Regions from separate parts of the Gossypium hirsutum genome. Here region 1 is linked to region 2. A link is a contact called in public Hi-C data. All regions are on one chromosome and are shown on one strand. The core of a region is the stretch at or near the end of the contact, and the rest is flanking DNA. Distances in the headings are between cores, read along the strand shown. Region 1 holds the start of LOC107934609 (norbelladine synthase). Region 2 holds the start of LOC107934615.

What was found. Hi-C and Micro-C count contacts between places; a contact is called where the count stands out from the background.
Region 1: a contact with region 2 is called in a Hi-C map of leaf, with 3 times the contacts expected there. The contact joins the promoter of LOC107934609 here to the promoter of LOC107934615 in region 2. A contact is called at or near these places in 3 of 34 Hi-C or Micro-C datasets (callus and leaf).

What each region holds. Positions count from the first base shown.
Region 1 is chrA02:102,842,995-102,849,311 of Gossypium_hirsutum_v2.1, forward strand. LOC107934609 (norbelladine synthase) reads left to right here and starts at 1,355. Exons shown (of 3, transcript XM_016867087.2): 1 at 1,355-1,579; 2 at 2,599-2,942; 3 at 3,025-3,526. The coding sequence starts at 2,759. The coding sequence ends at 3,317.
Region 2 is chrA02:102,679,029-102,685,458 of Gossypium_hirsutum_v2.1, forward strand. It overlaps LOC107934615, which reads left to right and starts at 4,886. Exons shown (of 4, transcript XR_005903693.1): 1 at 4,886-6,430.

The DNA.
Region 1 (6,317 bases), core at 105-2,604, 160 kb after region 2:
GGTCAAGTTTAAAACCAACCTCTCCAAAGTCCCATTCCCACCAGTGGTCTAGAGGCAAAGACGAGTCGAGGGATTTACCTATTTTTCTTCCTAAAATCAGCTCCTAATGAGCCCAGTTTGACCATGAAACAGTTTAACCACCCACTTCTCTTTCTTCAAACAGTTAGCAAAGATGAGCATAAGGAAAGAAAATCAAAATGTTTAAGTCTTTTTCTCTTTCTATCTTTCGTCCAGCCACAACTAGAGCTGATCATGGGCTGGGCGGCCCGGCCCGGCCCGAAGGCCCGCCCGAAAAATGAGAGGGTTTGGGTAAAAATATAGGCCCGAAAAATGGGCTTGGGCAAAAAAACGAGGCCCGTTTAGAAAACGGGCCGGGCCTCGGGTAAGATTTTTTGGCCCGGGCCTGGCCCGAATTATATATTTATATATATATTTATTTTATTTTTAATTATTTTAAATTTTTAATATAACCATTTTTTATTATATTATTAATTTGTGTATTGTTTTAAGAATTGTTTTAGTATTATTTTTATTTGTTTTAATATTTGTTTTTATGTTTTTAAATATATTTGATTTATTATATTTTTAATTTTTTTATTTAATGAAATAAAAAAAAGTAATATGGGCCGGGCCGGGCCTGGCTCAGGCTTAGTAATTTTATTTCGGGCCGGGCTTGGACAAAATTTTAGGCCCATATTTCGAGTCGGGCAGAGCCTGAGTCTAGTAGACGGGCCTAAAAATTTATATGGGCTTGGCCCGAACCTGGCCCGACCCGACCCATGATCACCTCTAGCCACAACCATTCACAACTTCAATTTCTCCTCTCTCCCTTCTTTCTCACCGTCCCATCCCTTTTTCCCAAAAAAAAACCATTTTTATTAAAATTATATGACAATATCTAAATGTTAGTGGGAACAATCATTGACCAATTTCCCATGTTTACAATCGACCATCCAACCAAAAGTCACACACACCCTATACCCATTAGTTAACATTATAAAATATTAAGCATAATGATTAACACCACCATCATCTAATTATCTAGTTTCATTTGAAAAGAAACATTTGTAAAGCTTAGCTATGTAGATAACTGGCGCTACTAGCCCAACCACCAAACCAAAATACCCTCCTCAGCCAAGGTTGTGAATTGAAATAAAATGAATGTCTTTGGAGTTATTAAATTTACAAAAGAAAAATAATACTTAACCCTCCATCTTGTATTGAAATGATATATTTACCATTTTAATCCTTAATTAAATTATCTTAAAACTTACAATTTAAAAAAATTATTTTTTTAAACAAATTGTAATAGGAAAATAATCTCATAAAATATTTTTGGTATTTTAGGGGGTTTGGTTCAGTAAAATATTTTGAGTCAACTGAAAAAGAAGACTTTATCCCATTACGCAAGGAGAAGTGGAAGACCAAATCTCTCACTTTATCCAAATGTTCACTCTCTCACCTCCACTCATCTCGTAAAAGGACTCCATCATAGGCAAATTTTCTGTTTCTCCATGATCTTGGATTTGATAGCTTTCATACACTAAAACAATACACAGAAAGCCTAGATAACCAGAAGGTTAATTAATTTTTCTGTTTTTTTTTTCGTTTTTTAAATTTAGGTTTGAATTTTCCTATCTTTATAGTTGGGACTATTTTATTTAGGAATTTGGTGTTTGGATCATGTGAACAAGGTGGGTTTTTTTATTTTTTATTTTATTTTCTGGTGGATTTTATTGCAACCTCAGTTTCTATTTGGTTGGTTAAAAAGGGGAAAAATAACAAATAGAAAATATGAAAGGTATTTTCTAGTTTGAGGTGAAAAAAGCACCTCTTTGAATTGTTAGCTGCGCAATGAAGATTTTGATTTTCAGATGAGGGTTATGTACTTGTATGAACTCTGTTTGAGATTAATGATGTGAGTTTTTGGTTGATATATTTTAGAACTCAGTTGTTTTGATTAATACTTTGTTATCTGTTTATCTAATATTGAGAGGGACACTCGAGAATTAGATGAAATCTTGCAATTCTTGGAAAAATAGTGATGATTTTGATAATTGAATATTAGTTTCTTTAACCTTCCTTACGTGTCTTGCAAATGTTTTAATATGAAAGTGAAGTTAAACTGTAGATTTTTCATTTTACTTTAGTGGAAAAGTTTCAGTATTGTTAACAAATATGTGTCATTTTTATAGATATGTACAAGAACCAACTGCAAAAGTTGGCTCAAAGAAGTTGCTTTAAACTGGTGTCTAATTCTTGCATCCGAGAAGAACCTAAATTTTTAATGCAGCTTGTTACACCAGGATACAATGCTTTTATTAAATTTGAAATAATTTGTTCTCTTCATCTTGCCACTGAATTTTTCTTGGAATCTCTACCCTCTGTAACATACTTCTCAATGATTGTCTTTTAAGTGAGAATGTCCTATATATTTCTCATGCATATAAAAACTCATGTTTAGTACCAAATGTAATAGCTTAAATGCAAGAACAAACATGAAAAAGTGATTGGTTTTTCCATATTCAGTTCAATAAATCTTATGGTCACTTCCAAGGTATTTTCATTGATTCCCACTTCGGGACTTCCAAACTGAAGGGCCGACCCCGTTTGAGAAAGGCAGGCGACCGAGTCAATATCTTTATTGTTCCCTTTGTCGTTGTTCGATTGTTTTGCAACTTACAAGTATATATAAAAGATTGGGGAAGGGAAGGTATCAAAACTCACAAGCTTATAACCAGACAAAAAAAAGAGAAAGATGCAGGGCCATGTCTCACAGGACACTCCGGTTGGTGTTCCGGCAGCTTTAATATGGGATGTATACCGTGGTCTGGAACTGGGGAGGCTTGTGGATAAACTAGCACCGGAGGTTCTTGGAAGGGTAGAATTCGTAGAAGGTGATGGAGGCGTTGGAACCATTGCCAAACTCACACTTCCACCAGGTACGTACTTGATACATTGATAGTTTTTGGTTAGAAATAGTAAGTGATTCTATTTTGCAATAAAATGTGAATTTCATTGTAGGAAGCCCTGGAAGGGGTTACATGAAAGAAAGATTCACAAAGATTGATGATGAAAATCGAGTTAAAGAAACAGAAGTGCTTGAAGGAGGATACAAAGATCTTGGATTCGATGTGGTTCGTATTCGGTTAGAGATAGTGGAGAAAGATTCAGAATCATGTATGGTGAGGTCAACTATAGAGTATGAAGGAGACGAGAAGCTTGCTGATGTTGTTTCCCATGTCAACGTTAAGCCACTGGAAATGATGGCTGAAATTATTGGGACACATCTCTGCCAAAACAAATCCACTCTCTAGGACTTTCTTTTTCCATGTTCCAATCCAATTACTTCGTTTCATTGCTCATTTCTCATGCATATCCAAGATATGAGGGATATATGTCCGTTTTACAGCGAATGTTTGAGGTTCATAGTTGTACTTTTAACAATGTTATCTTCAAAATTCGAGTATATATTCTCTCTTTAAACATAATACAATGTGACTTAATTGATAGTTTGATGTTTAAATATAGTTTGATGTGACATACTCTATAATTTAAATATGTGACTTAATTATAAAACATTTTACTTTCTTTTTCCTAGCTTTGCCCCCAAATTAAACTAACTTTTTAAGAGAACTAAAAAAAAATTAACTTTTAAGAGAAAGCAAAGGGATACTCAATTTCCCTTAAATTATTAAGTCTATCCAAACAAACAAAAATCCCCTGCCTTCGCATTGTGCCCCGCCACCCTACCTCGTCTTTAAAATTTTGACACATCAATTTTTTTTCTTTAAACATTGATTTATTATGGGTTCAAATATGCTAAAATCCCTGTATTCTTTTGAAATTTAACATTTAATTCTTACACTTTAATTTTGAGATATTGGGTCCCTATATTTTTTTTATTTAAAAATCTTGGTCCCTCACCTAATTTTGCCATTAAAGTTAATGGTGTCAAAGGCAAAATAACTTTTTTAGCCTTTAATATTTACAATTTTTTTTTGTCAATTTGGTCCTTCCCTTTAAAAGTAGTTAAAAAAAATTTAAATTAAAATTTTCATATTTTAAATAAAAACATAAAAATTTAAAAATTATAATTTTAAAGGATTAAAAATTATGAAAAAAATATAAAAATGATTTTAAAATATAAAAAATCCAAGATTCAATGATATTTAAATTGGACTAAACTGGCCAGTCAGATCGGGAAATAGTTGGGGTATCGATTCCATGAGAGTAAAAAAACTAGTTGACTTGTGAATCGGTACAAATTGGTTGAACCGAGCTAAAAAATTGATTGAACGAACAATTAAACCAATTTCAAACTGGTCTGACCAATTAGTTCCCAGAACGACTGGTCAACTAGTTTAAAGTAAATAAATGATTAAAAATAAAAATTCAAAAATATTAAAAACTTATAAAAATTTGTTCAATTGCCAGTGTACAAGCCCAATTTAGCCCGGGGCCCAATAAGACCCCAAAACCAAGCAACTAAACTAAACCCTAAGTAGCCCAATAACCAAATTAAAAACCAATCAGACCCCAACCGAATAAAAACCAACCTAAACCTAAAGCCCAAAAATTAAAACCCAAACCTAAACCTAAACCTAAACCTAAACCCAACAGCCCAAAACATTTTCAGAAAAAAACAAAAACAAAAAACACCTAGCCACTCCTAACCCTAGGCGTTGCCCTAGCCTTCTGACCAGCAGCCTCATGCCACCACTGCTGCCACCACCACTCCACCGCCCTCAAGTTGCACCTGCAAGGATTAAATAAGAAAAGACAGCAATAAATCATGTAAAAAATGGCTATAAAAGCCATCAAAAATTCTTTGTAAGATTTTTAGATTGAATAAAAAACACAATAGATTTACAAAAAAAAAAAGAGTGAATATTGAAAAAATGAGAGAATCAAAAACAAAATTCCAATCAACAACTCAATAGGTAGACTTCATTTTTTTTATTTTTTTATTTTTTTCTTTTCGAATCTACTCAAATATTTTCATACATTTATATTTTCTTTATTTTTCTTTAAAAAAAAGTTTATATAAATATAAAAAACCCAAAAAAATACTGGCGGAGTCCACGACGGTGATCGAAATCAGGCCTGATTTGGAGAGGGGGGAGAGAGTAGAGAGTTTTTTTTGAAGGATTTTTTTAAAAAAAAACAAAGATGGAATGATTTTTTTTACAAAAAATGTGACTTAAATAGCAAAATAAAACGACGTCGTTTTGGCTTAAGCTCATAAGCCTCAAAACGAAGTCGTTTTGTCTTGGCCGAACCGACCCGACCCATTTGCCCTCAGGATCCGAGTGTTTTTATTAAAGGGGCTATTTGCGCATTTAGCCCTTCAGCTTTTTTTTAGTTTTACAATTAAATCTTTCGTTATTTTTAATTTTGCCCAAAAATTTTGTTTTTATTTCATTTTGGTCCCGCGCAAAACGCTGCATTTAGAGGGACGGGGATATTTTCTTTTTTCATCCCTCCACGTTGTGCACGTGTTGCAATTTGGTCCTTTCCCTTTCTTTTTATTTTGAATTTGCCCCAAACTTTCGTTGTAAGTTCGATTTAGCCCTTTTTCATTATTTTGCTATTTTATTTCCAAATTAATTATTTTTATTATTATTTTCTATTATTATATTTATTATTATTATTTTTTATTACTATTACTACAATTATCCTTATTGACATAGTTTATTTATTTTTATTATTTTCTATTATTGTCATTATTATTATTTACATGTTATTATTTCTTTTTTTTATTATGGTCTTATTATTATTACTATTATTATTATTATTACTATTATTGTCAAAACAATTTTTATTTTGAAAAACCGGGATCGACTTTTAAATGAGGTATGGAGTCGCCACCAATCCTTTTTGTTTAGGTGTGATCGGGTCACCCTGTGATCGATCATTTGAATAAAGCATTTCAGTTTATTAAAACAACGTTTTTGGTCTACGAAAAACTAGAAAACGGATTCGGGAGTCAGTTACGCGCGAAGAAGGATTAGCACCATCGTAACGCCCAAAATTGGTACTGTATTGATCAATTAACGTCCTAATGTTGAAAATTTGAAAAAGATTTTAAAATATAATGCCTTTAAAACATTTGGATAACTTGAATTGGATATTGAGATTCTCTCGCTTAGAAGGAATAAAATATTACGTCCAGCACGATTGGATACAATATTTGGAACCCTCGAGACAAGATCATCTCAGGATTTCCAAAACACATGCACTTAAAACTTTTAAAAAGGATATTTGGCTATTCGGCCCAAACGGTAAATCGAAACCCAGCACGATTGGGCACGATT
Region 2 (6,430 bases), core at 3,636-6,135:
ACTTCATAAGTAAAGTTATAAATTTGCTACGTATATATTAATTTTCTATCATACAATATATACGCTTGTCATCAGCTCAACCCTAATTGTGAAAATTTTAAATTCCATTCATAGTGTATAAAATATTTTCCCTTAAATCTAATAAAATTTTCTTTTTCTTCTCTTTAACAAAATATTTTGTGCAATAGGTTTGGAGTTTCCTTTTATGCCATTTCAACCTAAAATATTTTGGGCTTTGGGTCAACAATAACTTTGGGCTTCATTTTCATTCACATTTTTATGACTCCTCATATCAATTAACCAGAATCATGAGATTTAACAGAATTGTATTATGTTACACTAAATAAAATTTTGTAATAAATTTATAAAAACTTATATCAAAAAATAAATTAAGTTTTAGTTAAAATTACTATTATATTTTAGGTTGAAATTTCAATATATATATATAATTTTTATATAAAAATATAATAACAAAAAAATATTCACAAACATTCACAAAAACTTCAATTCAATCAAATATTTATGGTGTGTTTGATAAACTATTGAAAATTTTCATTTCATTGAAAAATAAAAATTTAAAAATTTTCAACATTTTTTTTAAAAATGTATTTGATAACCCTAATAAATTTTTACTTAAATTAAAATTTTCAACAAAAAAATTGTTTAATAATAAAAGTAGGTAAATAGCTACTTATCACAAAAATTAAAATTGATTTTATTTTTTCCAAAAACTATATTCAAAATAAATTGTCTCTTTATTTAAAAAAATGAAATATCCAAAATAATATAAAATATTATGTTAATAAAATAAAAATTAAGAAAAAAATAATTTTTAAAAATAAAAATTGATTATTATCCAACAACACAATTATATTCAATATTTAATTTTTATTAAACATAATAAATAATTTATAATGTGAATTCAATACTTGTAAAATTTTGTACCAGAAATCTTGTGCATAGATTTATTTATTTTTCTCATTTACAGTTTTGGAAAATCAAAATTTGTATTTTGATTCAAACTTAACAAAAATATTAATTTATTTCAACATATACCCGATTTGATTGCAATTAAGATTGATTAAAAATTGAAATATGAGGTAAAAGATTACAAGCGTTTGAGTTCAATTTAAAAAGAATTAGTTCTTTTTTTCATTTTAACTTTTTGAAATTATCTAAAGTTTTTCATTAAAGCATATATTATAGTTGATTGGGTTTGTTGACTAGATAGCTAGACATAGTTTAAAATTTCAATCCTATTTTGGCGCAAAAGTGATGAATTTATCTTACGGTGAATTTGGATTGGCAATATTTTTATTTGTGGTTAATATAAAAATAACTGTGATAATAAGATTAAATATTGTGATGTAAGATAAAAAGTAAGTTAAACGCACCGCACCGTACTGTCTCTATCAATTAAATTTTATTTTTTGATTCTGCCTTACTTCTTGTTGCTGGGTGTTTTTATCTCATGTTACATCATTTGTGTTTTGTGGTACTTTTTTATAGGTAGTTTTATTGTAAATTTTTAATGATAAATGTATCTTTTATTTCTATTTTATGGTTTATAAAAATTAACTTTTTTGAGGTTCCTGGATTCCCCTCTTAACATTGGTATATTTAGAATTTGGACCTAAATTCTCTATTAATATTGGTATATTTAGGATTTGGACCTAAATTCTCTCTTTAACAATGTAACTTAGGTTAATTTATTAGAATATGCTAAAAAAATTATTTTAGAAACTGTCTTGAAATTCTACAAATTTATTTAAATTCGTGCGTTTTCACCTACCCAAAATTTGTTTTTTTTCTTATGGTTGGAAATAATTAAAAGTTTGTAGATTTATTTTTATCCTTATTTGGGATAGACATTGTCATAGTTTTAAGGAATAAATCGGTAAATTTTAAAATTTTCAACCTACTTTCTCAATTGTCATTCTTTTTCAGCATATTTGTATAAATTAACCCCCAACAAATTTATTAAAATGGTTTGCTTTGTAACATAGCATATTGTGAGTTTAAAATTTACAATTATTTCTGGTACCTTTTCATTCATTTTTTTTCTCCATCGATTTGTTAGGTACAAAATTTTGACAAAGCAAAGAATTGATCCATTGAACTTATGAGTGTTTATTTGCATTGCAGGTTTTTAGGTTTGAACCAATTTGCCAAAAGGGACCAAGCTAGGGGCGTGCCAAAATAATTGATTGTAGAGTGATATTAAGCATACAAAAGGACACTTGAGAAGATGTTTTTAAATGGCGAATAGTATTATATGCCATGATTGGGTCTGTTTTAATAAAGTTTTAGGTGGTATTGATTATACTATTATTGAAAATCAGTTGTAATCAAATAGTCTTTTATCTTCAAAATCTAGGATTTAAAATAATAAAAAATATGTAAGCATGTTTAGTAAAGTCTTCGTCCATTTTAAAATTTTTGTTAAGTGTTTAAGTTTGGTGGCATCCTATATTCGAATCTAGTAAATCAGATCTGGTATAGGGTGTTACAATTTTATTAGTATCAAAGATTTTGGTTTAGTCGATCCTCTGGAAGTTAAGTGAGAGTTAGTCTTGTATGCATAATACATGGGACTTGGCTTAGTCCCTCAAGTAAGTTAAGGAATTTCGTATGGCGAATACTTTAGTATACTGTTAATATTAGGGTAAGTGTAACAGTTGGGAAGGAAAATAATGATTTCATTGATAACATAAGGAAGTTTATACAAACTGGGAAAAGAAAGTAAGTTCAAGACAGTTGGATTGAAGTTTTCCTCAAAAGATGTTTTTGTTGCTGTAGTGAAGCGGTATAGCGCAAAGCATGGGGCCAACTTCCATGTTACATCTTCAAGTGTAATTGTAAACTCATTGCACGAAAGATGAAATTTGTGCGTTTCGAGTCTTCATTTTTCCAACAAAACATTGATAAGTGCGAGCTCCAATTTGGTCCCCCTAAGCATACAATACACGTGCAACAATCCCACCTCTTCCAAGTGTTGTTCAATAATACGCGATGCCCTCGCACTTAAATTGTGTATATACGTCTCGATAATCTAATTTTTGGTCTAATTATATAAACATAAAAATTTTAAAAAAATTAATAATGTTAACAACTTAATAATTATATTAATTAAAAAATTAATAATATTTTCTTACCATTTGTAATTGGACGTCGAAAATGTGTTTGTCATCCAAACGAAAAAGAGGCATTGAAATTTTTAAGATTATAAAAATAAAATAAAATCAAAGAAATTATGAAATATAAAATTAAGACAAGAAGAATTTGAGAGAAATTAAATGAAAATGTTGAGAATAAAATAGTTGAGAGAATAAGGGTTATATATAAAATGAAATAGTCATTGGAGGTAAAAATGTAATTAGCCGTTTGAAATTTTAACTTGACCATTGGACTAAAACGGTTCCTGCATTTTTTATTTCTCTCTCCAAAATTGACTTATTTTCTTAAATTTAGGAAATATCAACTTAAATCCCTTGTTATGTTTAAAATTGAAAATTTTTACGTAATTAGCCCCAATTTTTTTCACCACCATGTTCTCAAAATAAAGAAGGGGACTTCAATTTTGGAGTTGTAAATCTTGATGTAAAATATAAAATATATATTTACGATTTGTTGGGTTTCAGTGAATGTGGCATCAAAAATAAAATGATTGCAACATTCTAGAATTTTCTAAAAATCATTTGAAGACTAAAGTATGCACCCTTTCATTATGTAACCAGATTGGATTTAAATCCACATCAAATCACGTGGGTCGGAATTAGATTTTTTTTGGGTCTTGGGTTAATTTTGCATTAGGTCCTTCATGATTTGTTAGTCTGCTTTAGTCCTCCATTCGTTTCAATTTCACTCAATTTATACTTCCTGGATTTTTTTTTTGAATTCAGTTAGGGTTGTCTATGTTTGAATTTTTTTTCCATTTTTATTTCATATGGTTCAAATTGGTGATTAATTATTTCATTAAAATTTTTAATGTAGTATAAAATCTATGCATCACACGGGAAAGAAAACTAATTTGTAAAATAAGTTGTTTCATTTTTGTATTTCTTGAAATATACAATTGAGAAGTTAGATTTAACGTATTGAATTAATCATAGATAAAGTAAACGAATAATATTTTTATTTATTTTTTGTATAATATAGTTTTTATTCTTTTGAAGCTAGAAATAAGGTATTAAAATAAAATAATAATTAAATTTTAATAATAAATAATTATTTTAGTTATATATAAATTAAAATTATGATTTATCGGTATAGATAGCATTATATATTTTAATAATAATTACTTACATTAGTTACACGGTTTAAAAATTAAATAAAAAAATAAATATCTATATTTACATGCAGTGTACATAAAATTTGAGACTAGTATATATAAAAAAATAAGTTTAGAAAATTTTTTGTACTGATGAAAATATTTTTTATTTTTTATCATATTATTAAATTCACATTTAAAAATAATTATAATATTTAAATTAAAATTATTAATTAAAAAGTTGAAATAAAATAGAAATTGTAATAATTATTCATTTAAAAATAACTATAATTTAATAGAATTTGTGATAATTGCACATTTAAAAATAATTAGGATTAGAATTAAAATTATTAGTTAAAAAGTTATGCTAATTTTAATATAGAGTTATTCCTTGAATAAAACACTAAGCATAAAATATAGAAAAAAAAAATTTGTGAATAATATAATTGTATTTGTAATTTACCATTATTAGTTAATTTTTTATGTAAACAAAAGTTTTGGTAATTTTGTTGATGTAAAATAGAGTTATTACTTGAATAGAATTCTAATCATATTAATTATTACTTAGTTAATATTAGAGTTAATTAATCTGCCGCTTTGGCACGCTCTATCTGTCCTTTTTGACACGCTTTAGTCTTGCTTCCTATTTGTTTCCTTTTGTTGTATTTTTCTTATATTTTTTCGGTTTGTTACTTTGATCTTCCGTTTGTAGTGGGTTGTTTTCGTTGTGTGGTGAGAAAGAGGCATTTTCTTTGCCAAACAAATCTGAAGCACAAAATGTTGTGTATAATTTCTGCTTGGTAGGGTGTTTTCTTATTGCTAGTGTGGTGCATTTCCCTGCGATGAGAAATACTATGGCCAACATTTGGCATCCTTTGGAGGGTGTGCAAATTTCTGATTTGGGGGAGAAACCCTTTCTTTTCAAGTTTTTCAATGAGGTAGATAATTCACGGGTTATCTCAGGTGCTCCTTGGACTTCCAATAATCACCTCCTGATTTTCCATAGGCTTGAGGAGAACGAAGACCCACCGGCTATTCCTTTGGTGTTTTCAGATTGTTGGATTCATGTCCACGAGTTGCCTCCGGGTTTCTTCCAGGATTCTATGGCAGTTCAGTATTGGCAAATTTCTTGAATATGACATGAAGCAGTTGTCTAATGGATATATGAATTATATACGCATTTAGGTTTCGGTTTGATGTTCGAATTCATCTAAAAAGAAGAAAGAAAATTAAGATTTTCGAGTCAAAATTCACTTATGCAAAATTTAAGTATGAAAAATTAACTTTATTTTGCTTTTTATGTGGATGTCTTGGTCATGGTAATAATTTTTGTTCGCTGAGGTTACAATATGGAATGCAGGAACTGGAGATGGGTTGGGATCTGTTTTTGAGAGCTCAAGGGAGGAAGGCTTCCATTGCTAATAGTATCTGGTTAAGGGGGGAAGGATATAATAGTTTTTTTTGGAAAGTCCCATTTTGGGCAATTTTCCAGCCAACAATCAAGTCATAATCAAAGGCTTGAATTAGGAGCTAATTTTATTTCCCCTTTTGGGATTAATTTGGAAGGGTCCAAATTTCCTGCTGTTTTGAATGATTATCAGCAAGGAAATAATTTTCGCAATAATGGGGATAAGGATTTGGATCTTGGAAAAAGCCAAATGTTTGGGCCTTCATTTTCTAGTGACGTTCAAAGGAAAGCACCAGGTGGGTTGGGCCGACCAAATGGGTTGTGAATTAGAGGAACAACCTTTTATTAATGAAGAAGGTAAAAAAAAGGCAGAGATTTAACGTGTTGATCTCAAATGTTTCTAATGCTCAGGATTTATTGGAGGTTGCTAGGGAGAACTCTTCTCATTATAATCAGATATCAGTGGCTGTCATTGGGCTAGCCGACCAAAAGCAATAAAAATACCGTGCTGTAATGTTTTCGGATTGGGGAGTCTGCGAACTGTAAAAAGACTTCAGTATATACTGAAGATTCATCATCCCCAACTTGTCTTATTTGTGGAGACAAAATTAAGTGCTAATAAAATAGAGGCAGTGAGGAGACGGTGTGGATTTTACAATGGTATTGATGTTTCAGCGAAAGGATCTCGAGGGGGCTTAAGTGTCGGGTGTAATGGGAATAACTTAGTCAATTTGCAGAGTTTCCCAAAAAAT